Regions from separate parts of the Hordeum vulgare genome. Here region 1 is linked to region 2. Evidence: chromatin contacts called from public Hi-C data. All regions are on one chromosome and are shown on one strand. Each heading gives the region's core, a stretch centred on a gene start, on an enhancer-like site or on the middle of the called end of the contact. The rest is flanking DNA. Distances are from core to core; before and after follow the strand shown.

Region 1 (4,305 bases), core at 1,170-3,669, 110 kb after region 2:
AGAATTGTTGTTCCTGTCGATAGTGAAGCGTATGACTTCATCAATCTTAAAACTTCACGACTCCGATCCAATCTAGTGTATGTGTGCGTTTACTTTATAATAGACTTTTCAAAATAAATAAAAACTAGAAGAAAGAAAACATGGAAAAAATTAAAGAAAAATAAAGATTGAACAAGCAAAAAAAAGGAAAAAGGAAACATGTGCCACCAATTGGCCCCGCACAGTAGCAGAAGCACTTTAGGTGGAGCTTGCTTAACTCGGGCATGTAGTTTTTGGTCCGCACTCAAATGCATCCTGATGAACAGAAAGTTTTATAAAAAGTATTTTTTATAAACGTTGATGAATTCTCCACTTTTGTGCAAATTTTTGTGACAAAATGGCATTCATGGAGGTGTGAAAAAAAACAACGCTCCGGAAAAACTATTGTTGGAAGCATTTTGAAACATCGATTTTTCTGCCCATACCTCCAGGAATGCCATTTCATCACAAAATTTTACAACCAGTTGAAACATTCATCAATATTTATCACAAAAAAAGTCAGTTTTTTTCTGAATTTTTTACTATGTTTTGAATTTTACAGTTCACCGAAGAGCATGTGAGGTCAGGATCAAGAGCAATTTCGTCTTAACTCGCGTTATGAGCGGTATATACGAATTTAGAAGTGTCGACATTCATTTATGTTTTTCTTTCTTTCAGATTAGAACATTTGTTTCCGCAGGGAATCCAGGTTAGAACATTCATCGTATGTGGATTATTTTAGTCAATAGAATAGATTAGAACACGAAATTAGAGTACTCGGAGATCTGGTTAGTCACATAAACGGTTACAGACTTCACACAACACTAGAAGAAATGGACACCGTGAACACACTCAGAAATTAAAAATGGTTTTCCCTAGAAGGCCGGCATTCATGCAGAGGCCTGGGGTCATCTTCCTGTTTTTTTAAAGAAGGCCGGCATTCGTGCTCATGTTGTTAAAGTAGAAGGGGGAAATGCCTAAAGATCTGTACAAATCGATTCCATTCTGCTTTCAGTTGAAACTTCTGAGTGCCACGGTCAGGTTCCTCACGAGCTCAGCCGCGGACGAAAATCCCTCTTCGATCTGCACAAAACTGAACACGTCAATCTTCTGATCATGCATTAGAATTATAGTGAGAACGGCAGCTTATTTTCTTGCAAGTTACAGCCGCATTTGCACAACGGAGAGATGCCTTGCCTTGGCCGTGATGGTGATGTTGAGGCAGGAGTCGGTGAACGGGACGACGTTGGTGTTTATGATGGAGAGGCCCTGGTTCTCGAGCTCGGAGAGGACCATCACCAGCACCCCTCTCCTCTCCTTGCAGCAGATTTTCAGGAGCGCCGTGTGCCCCCGGATGCTGGCCTCGACGGCCGGGCTCGACTCCTCGGCGTCCCCGGATCCGCTGGGTCCTGCTGCGTCGTTGTCGGCGGCGGATATGCGGCACTTGCTCTCGAAGACGGTGGTGGACTCCGACGACCTCCGCGAGCCTTGCTCCTCCAGGGCCCTCACCTTGTCTTCCAGCTCCTTCACGTACTCGATGGTGCTCCCCAGCAGAGAGATCTTGTCCGTCTGAAAACAATGGCGAAGGGTAACTAATTAATCGTGCCGCGGGTAGTTGGTGACCGCATGAATGCAGCCACGTTTCCTTGTCACGCACCTTCTTGAGGCCGGGGACGATGGTGGCCAAGGACACGAACTGCTGCTGCAGCTTCTCCCGCCGCTTGCGCTCGGCGATGACGTGCTCTTGCGCGTTCGCCGGCGCCCTGCTCCGCCTCTCCGGCGCCTGCAGCTGCATCGTCCCTTCGACGCCGTCGTGCTGCCAGGCGCCTCCGGAGAAGTTCAGGGTGCCAGCCTGGCCGGCGCCGAAGGAGAGGAAGTTCGACGATGGCGGCTGCCCCAGTTCGTTCTTCACCGTCGCCGAACCGAACGGCAGGTTCGGCAATGACGACGAGCCTCCAAAGCTCGCGAAATTGGAGCTGCGAGATGTATGGAACGACGGGGTCGCCATCGGCGACGTGTAGTACTGCTCTTGATGGCCAGGTAGCGGTGGCTCTGCGAACTGCTGGTCCATGCCGGGCACGGGAACCCCTTCTTGCTGGTACATGTACGCGAGCTCCTCCTGTTCCTGAAACCAGCCATTGCAAGAAGAGCTTATACTACCTCAAATTCACAGCATGTTAACTTTCAGATGCCACAGGTAATTAGGACCAAATGCGCTTACCGTCTGCGTGAGCCATTGGTTTGGTTGCTCCATCACTGCCCACACAAGAAGAGCTTGATAGTTAAACATATACTCCTCACAAAGCGCAGAGGAGCACCAAGCTTATAGAGAAGTAGAATTTGTGGTGAAGACATACCTGAAACCTCTGTTCTCTTCTCTGCTCTTCTTTCTTGACTTTGCTGTCGTGTGTACAAACAGAAACAGGCATATATAGTGGTGTGAACTTCCCGCCGGTGCTGTTGGGAAGAAGGCGCTCGTTCACGTGCTCCATGCACTCGCAGATAAGGTCAAGGTACTTGCACGTTTGGTCTGCTCCACCGTACGCGTTAGTGTTGACATCACAGCTCCGATCTCTCAAGATCTGTTGCTATCTTAATTCCACCCAGAGGATTTGTTATCTGAAATTGGTTTGTAAACAAGACCTGTCTGAAGATTCAGTAGGTTCGACGACAGTGACAGTCGGATAGAAAGCGTGCATGCATGCTTGCCTGACGAGGTCAGTTTCATCACTAGAAAGTACACCACAACTGCAAATAAGTTTAGCAATTGTTACATTGCTGCATGGATTGGTAGTTCTACCGAATCAGTGCGTGCGTGTGCGTGTTTGTTTGTGGAATGATCGGGTGATTTGATTTGTTGTTGGAGTGATCGGGACACTTTTGTGAAGGATGTGCACAGTAGGTTGAAGCGATGGCGACAGTTCTGGAGGGACCTGTTCATTTGGTGTTGGAGGGCAAGTACAGTTTATGAAACTCCACTAGTGTGCATATGATAATGATATATATGCTAATGTCGTATCGTTTTGTCAATTGGTTAGGAGATCCACGCGATAATGGCGCTGCCTTCTTTATGCTGAACCTGCAAGCTTTTTAGATTACAGGAGCAAATCCCAAGAAAGTAGCTTCAAATCAAAGTGCAAATAGAAGACAACTGTTCCTGACCAACTGGCTGGAAAGTCCAAGCCTGAAGAGGGCCCGAGAAGAGGACAGATGGCTCACCTGTACTGCCTTGATCCTATCAACGAGGTTAAGGCGTTAAGCCACTAGATTACACAGCATGTGTTTGCTTGCGCAACTTGGAATATTTGGTCTGATCCACATGCAAAAGCCAGCAAATCTGACCCAGGTGCCATCTCAGGTGAGGCAATAAAATTGATGTTGGACAGTGGGTACCTAACCTTGTAAATGTAAAATGTTTCACCTGCACGCTTACATTTTGGAGTTTTGGTAAATGGCACCAGGGTCCATGAACTGTGTATTTTTCATTCAGGTGTCATTCTCATTTTCACTGGTATAGCCTATAGGGTGCATCATCTTCATGGTCAAACCGATCTTCTTGAAACCACAATCATGTGGTAATTAGGAATCACGTCATCATGCTCCTATTATATATATAACTCGATATTAAACATCTGACAATACTACTTCTAAAAGAAACAGCAAGCTTAAGCTTTGGTGCCCCCTTTCGGCTGGCTAACATTGCTGCCCGGAGCAACTTGGTTGCTTATGCCATTATGATGCAATTTGTTTACCTAGATTTAGTGGCTTCTTGTAATTCTAAGTTGCTCATCTCCCGAAACCACATGGCTCAATCACTAATTAGGCATTCAGTTGACTACATTTATAGACTAACGTGGCCAACTTGATGGACAGTATAACATAAAACACTACTAGTATGTACTACTCCATCGTTTTTCATGGCGTTTCTAGCAGGTCTATTGCACCACTGGATTGCCAGCATCAACAAGTTACTCCACTGGGCAACTTGGATTAGCTACACAAAGTGCAACCACATGCAAGTGATTAAGGACCTTTTCGGCTTAATTGACGAGGTATTCGTGCTTGAGAACTCATGCTTGCGTCAACTTGAGCTACCAACTAAGCACCTACGACCCGTAGGATCATCTTGTTGGCACATTGCATTCGGATCGTATCTGAATATTTTATCAAATGTACAACTAAACCAAATGGCTCCAATGGCTCCAAATGGTCCTCACATTTTTTTTTCCTGCTCCAATGGATGTAAACAATCGAGAAGACTGGTCCTTCGAGTTGTCTGGATATCAT
Region 2 (4,031 bases), core at 343-2,842:
AAAGTTTCGGATTAAAAAATCGAAATGGATATTTAAAAAAACTTGGAATTTTTAAGTAGTTTGAAATTTATGAAATCGCGCCAAAAAAAGAAAGTTTACATTTTCTATAAAAAATAAAAACTTAATAAAAAAGTAAAACATGAAAACCAAACTGAAATTTCTAGAAGGTTTCCAAAACTAATAGGAATAGGCTCTTCGGGTATACCCTTAAGCTGGCCTGCCTAGAACACTCGCTATTTAGGTCTAGTTCTTTTGGAAGCCTAAAAAATAAGCCGCCTTTCTTATTCAATGGAGCTTCTAAGATAGTTATGTGATAACTAAATTATAAGTCACACAAAACTTATAATGCTGCTTATTTGTTAAGCTAAGAAGAGGCAGCTTATTTTTCAAGCTGTCCAAAATAACTGTTGAGCACTTATGAAGGCGCTTATCGTGAGGAAAAAAATATCCGAGGAAAGTTAGCGCTCACTGCTCCACGCTGGTGCTAATAGCAGGCTCTTGAATAACATGTTAGAAAGGAAGGCTCAGTTCTCTTGTACGTTAAGAAAACAAGTGCATTCGGTGCCTTCCTTCCTACCGATGCGAGACGAGGCGCTGGGATTCGACAACATAGCCACTGATCTGCCAAGACCACGTAATTGGGCCGTCTCTCTAACTTTATGACAATATATACATTTACCATTCCTCGCATATGTTGGGATAGCGAGACCGCCTCTTATTTCACACATATAGCGTAAAATGCCCATCAAGCACACATGCTTGTGCGTTCTTATGTGACCTAGTTCAGTCTTTTTTAGAGAGCGCGCCTTAGCGCATGTGTTCATGCATTTATTCCTATGATCTGTCATCAGGTTGGTTGGTTTCTTTTGATTTTTTGGGTCCGGTTTTCTCATTTACTTTCTAAACTGATTTTAATAAAAATGAAAAAATGAGCTGATAGACAAAAAATATTCAAGCATCCTAAAAAATATTAATATTTTTTAGGAAACTTCATAGAATTTAGAAAAAATTGCAGAATTTCTAGAATGTTCATGGTTGTAATAATGTCTATGAGTTTAAAATTTTTATTGACTAAAAAAATGTTCACAACATCAAAAATTTGTCTTTCATTTAAGAAAATGCGTATGTTTCTGGGGAAAATGCAGAAACTTTTTAGATGATCACAAATTTACTTATATTATCTAATTTTATAAAAATATTTATTTCAATAAATAATCCCAGACTTCTAAAAATGCTCGGGGTACTTCACATTTTTATAAATTTGAAGATGTACATGAAATTTAAAATGATTTCTTTTACAAATATTGAAAAAGGAAAACAGAAATTGAGGGAAATAAAACCACGGAAAAGCAGAACAAAAACATAAGAGAAAGAAGAGGCAAGCACATTTATCCCTTGCATAAGCAGACAAAGTCATTGAAAATGGAACGGACAAGTTCGCACACTGTTGTTTGTTTGGGAAGATACTTGACGCAATAAGTCTCCAATATGGTTTTTGGACTGGGGAAACATGCACGATTTGGGCTTCGGCCTTTTCCTGCAGTGTACGCTTCCACTTACATCGGGACCAACTAGAGGGAAAGCCCTATTTAGCTCCACAGGCGTCGGTTAAAGGCAAATTTTGATAACCGGTGCCTGCAGCGCTCCACAATGGGCCGGCCCATGTAGGGATTTTTTGTGAACTTTTTTTTAGCCCGTGAACTGTTTTAGCCCGTGATTTTTTTAAATCGGTGCACTTTTTTGAAAATCGATGATTTGTTTTCTGGAAATTCGTGAATATTTTTGAAAATCGATGAACATAATTTAAAATTCATGAACTTTTTTCAAATTCAGTGAACTGTTCTTAAAATTTGATGAACTTTTTTCAAAATCAGTAAACTGTTTTTAAAAATTGATGAACTTTTTTCAAAATCAATGATTTTTTTTGGATTTCTGTAATTGTTTTGAAAATCCATGTACATATTTTTCAAAAATCGCTGAACTTTTACGTAATAATTGATTTTTGTTGCAAATCTGAACTTTTTGAACTTCTGTGAACTTTTTTCAAATTTTTATTGACCAATGCATTTTTTACATGGGCCAGCCCATTTGGAGGAGCGCTGCAGGCGCCGGTTTCCCTAACCGGCGCTGAAGGCGCCGAATAGGAGGTCCACAACTAGAGGCGATCGGAGCTGGTTTTCTCTGTGTGTGTTTTTTCGTTTTTGTTTTACTTACCTTAATTTTTTTTAGTCACCAATTTTTTCATTTATTTGTTTTTTCTTCGTTTCTTTTTGTTTTTCATTTTATATTCTTATATACATGATCAATGTTTTTTCAAATACTTGTTCAATATTTTTATATAGATGATCAATATTGTTTCGAAGATTCGTTCAACGTTTACACAAATACTCCCTCCGTCCCAAAATAACTGTCTCAAGCTTAGTACAACTTTGTACTAGAGCTAGTACAAAGTTGAGACACTTATTTTGGAACGGAGGGAGTACTTGTTTAACATAATATACACGCTGAACATTTTTTTAAATGCTTATACAATAGTTTTTGAATACTTGTTCAAAAATATTGAAATAGTTGTTTAACATTTTTATATAATGTTAATTATTTTTAAAAATACTAGTTCAATATTTGTTATGTATATGATCCACATTTTCATAATAACTTGTTGTAAATATAGCTCGTGCTCGTGGGATGGTCCAGCTTGCACGCTCTTCAACGAGAGAAACCTCTTATCTCGTGTAATGCGAGAAGTAGGAGGGCAACTCTTTGAGGAGCGCTCTTTCGGAAGCATTTCAAGGATCATTCTCAAGCGTCGTCACTTGGCGCGTTTTTGTTTGCCGCTACATGTCGTGCTGTTGGCGTTCCCTTTAGATTATATTTTTTAACTTTTTCCGAACATGTTTTTGGCTTCTTAGATGTTTTTTCAGGGTTTTTTTACGTGTTTTGATTTTTCATCGGTCTTTCTTAGCTTTTGGACGAGAAAATATTCAACAAAATGCAAAAAATGCATTTTATTCCTTCCTTGTAGGCACGGCCATGTCTAACGAAAACAGGAAAAACACGTTTTTTACTTTCTCGAGAGGGACGGTTTTACTTTTGCGAGAGGAATGAATCTGCTCGTGCCTCTTGAAAACGAAAGGAAAACATGTTTTTTTCTTCCTCGAGATGCTGGGTTTGCTTCCACAAGCTCGCGGAAACAAAAATAATAATCGTGTTTTCTTTAATTTTTGCTTCCTCGATAGTCACGGATTTTCTTTCGCGAGAGACTAGGACATGCTTCTGCGATAGACACGGTCGTGTCTCTCGGAAATAAAAAAAACATGTTTTTTCTTCTGTGAAATGCACCATTTTGCTTGTGAGAGAGGTACATATTTGCTTTGCGCGAGAGGCACGGTTGTGCCTCTCGAAAACAAAAAACCATATTATTTTTTCTCTTTCGTAACAGGCATGATTTTATTTTTATTTTAAGAATCTTCAAAACCTATTAACATGGTAGCTAGACGCGAGTAATCCAACGGAGAAAATAATTCAAGATTTAAACACACAATTTAAAAAGGAAAAACTTTTTAAAATTATGAATCTATAAGAAAATAAAAAATTCCAGGTTATGGTAAGGGCATGTGTTCCTTTGTCGAAACCTCGAAAGATGGGCCTAACCCTTAACAAATACTTCCTCCGTCCAAAAATAAGTGGCTTAAAAATGACTTTATTTTATACTAAAATTAAAATAAAATAGAGTCATTGTTGAACCACTTATTTTGGGAGGGAGGGAGTACTTCTCAACTAATAATTTCAATGAATTAGAGTGCCCGCTTATGTCTCGCTTCACGCAAGACGAGCGGAAAACTCGCTGAAGGTTCGTGTTAGCTGGCCGGCCCAGGGATACTGACATGTCTCAATTTTTGATTTTCTTTTTTACATTTTGATTTCCATTTTTTCTTTCTTTTTTCTTTTTCTTTATTTTTCCAAATATTCAAAATAAATGTATTACAAAATCAATCTACAAAAAACATTTGCAAAATGTTAATCAAGCATTT

The links. Hi-C and Micro-C count contacts between places; a contact is called where the count stands out from the background.
Region 1: a contact with region 2 is called in a Hi-C map of seedling, with 2.5 times the contacts expected there. The contact joins the promoter of LOC123446750 here to the enhancer-like site in region 2. A contact is called at or near these places in 3 of 6 Hi-C or Micro-C datasets (leaf and seedling).

The regions. Positions count from the first base shown.
Region 1 is chr4H:518,718,980-518,723,284 of MorexV3_pseudomolecules_assembly, forward strand. LOC123446750 (transcription factor bHLH18-like) reads right to left here and starts at 2,420. Exons shown (of 4, transcript XM_045123295.1): 1 at 2,376-2,420; 2 at 2,240-2,274; 3 at 1,676-2,143; 4 at 1,180-1,587. The coding sequence starts at 2,272. The coding sequence ends at 1,180.
Region 2 is chr4H:518,610,124-518,614,154 of MorexV3_pseudomolecules_assembly, forward strand. No RefSeq gene overlaps it. Among protein-coding and RNA genes, the nearest start is that of LOC123449238, 22 kb to the left of the region's middle. Within about 2 kb of position 1,593, at least 3 of the 3 cell types and tissues checked have open chromatin away from gene starts, as enhancers often do. A contact at or near this core is called in leaf and seedling, where this site is marked.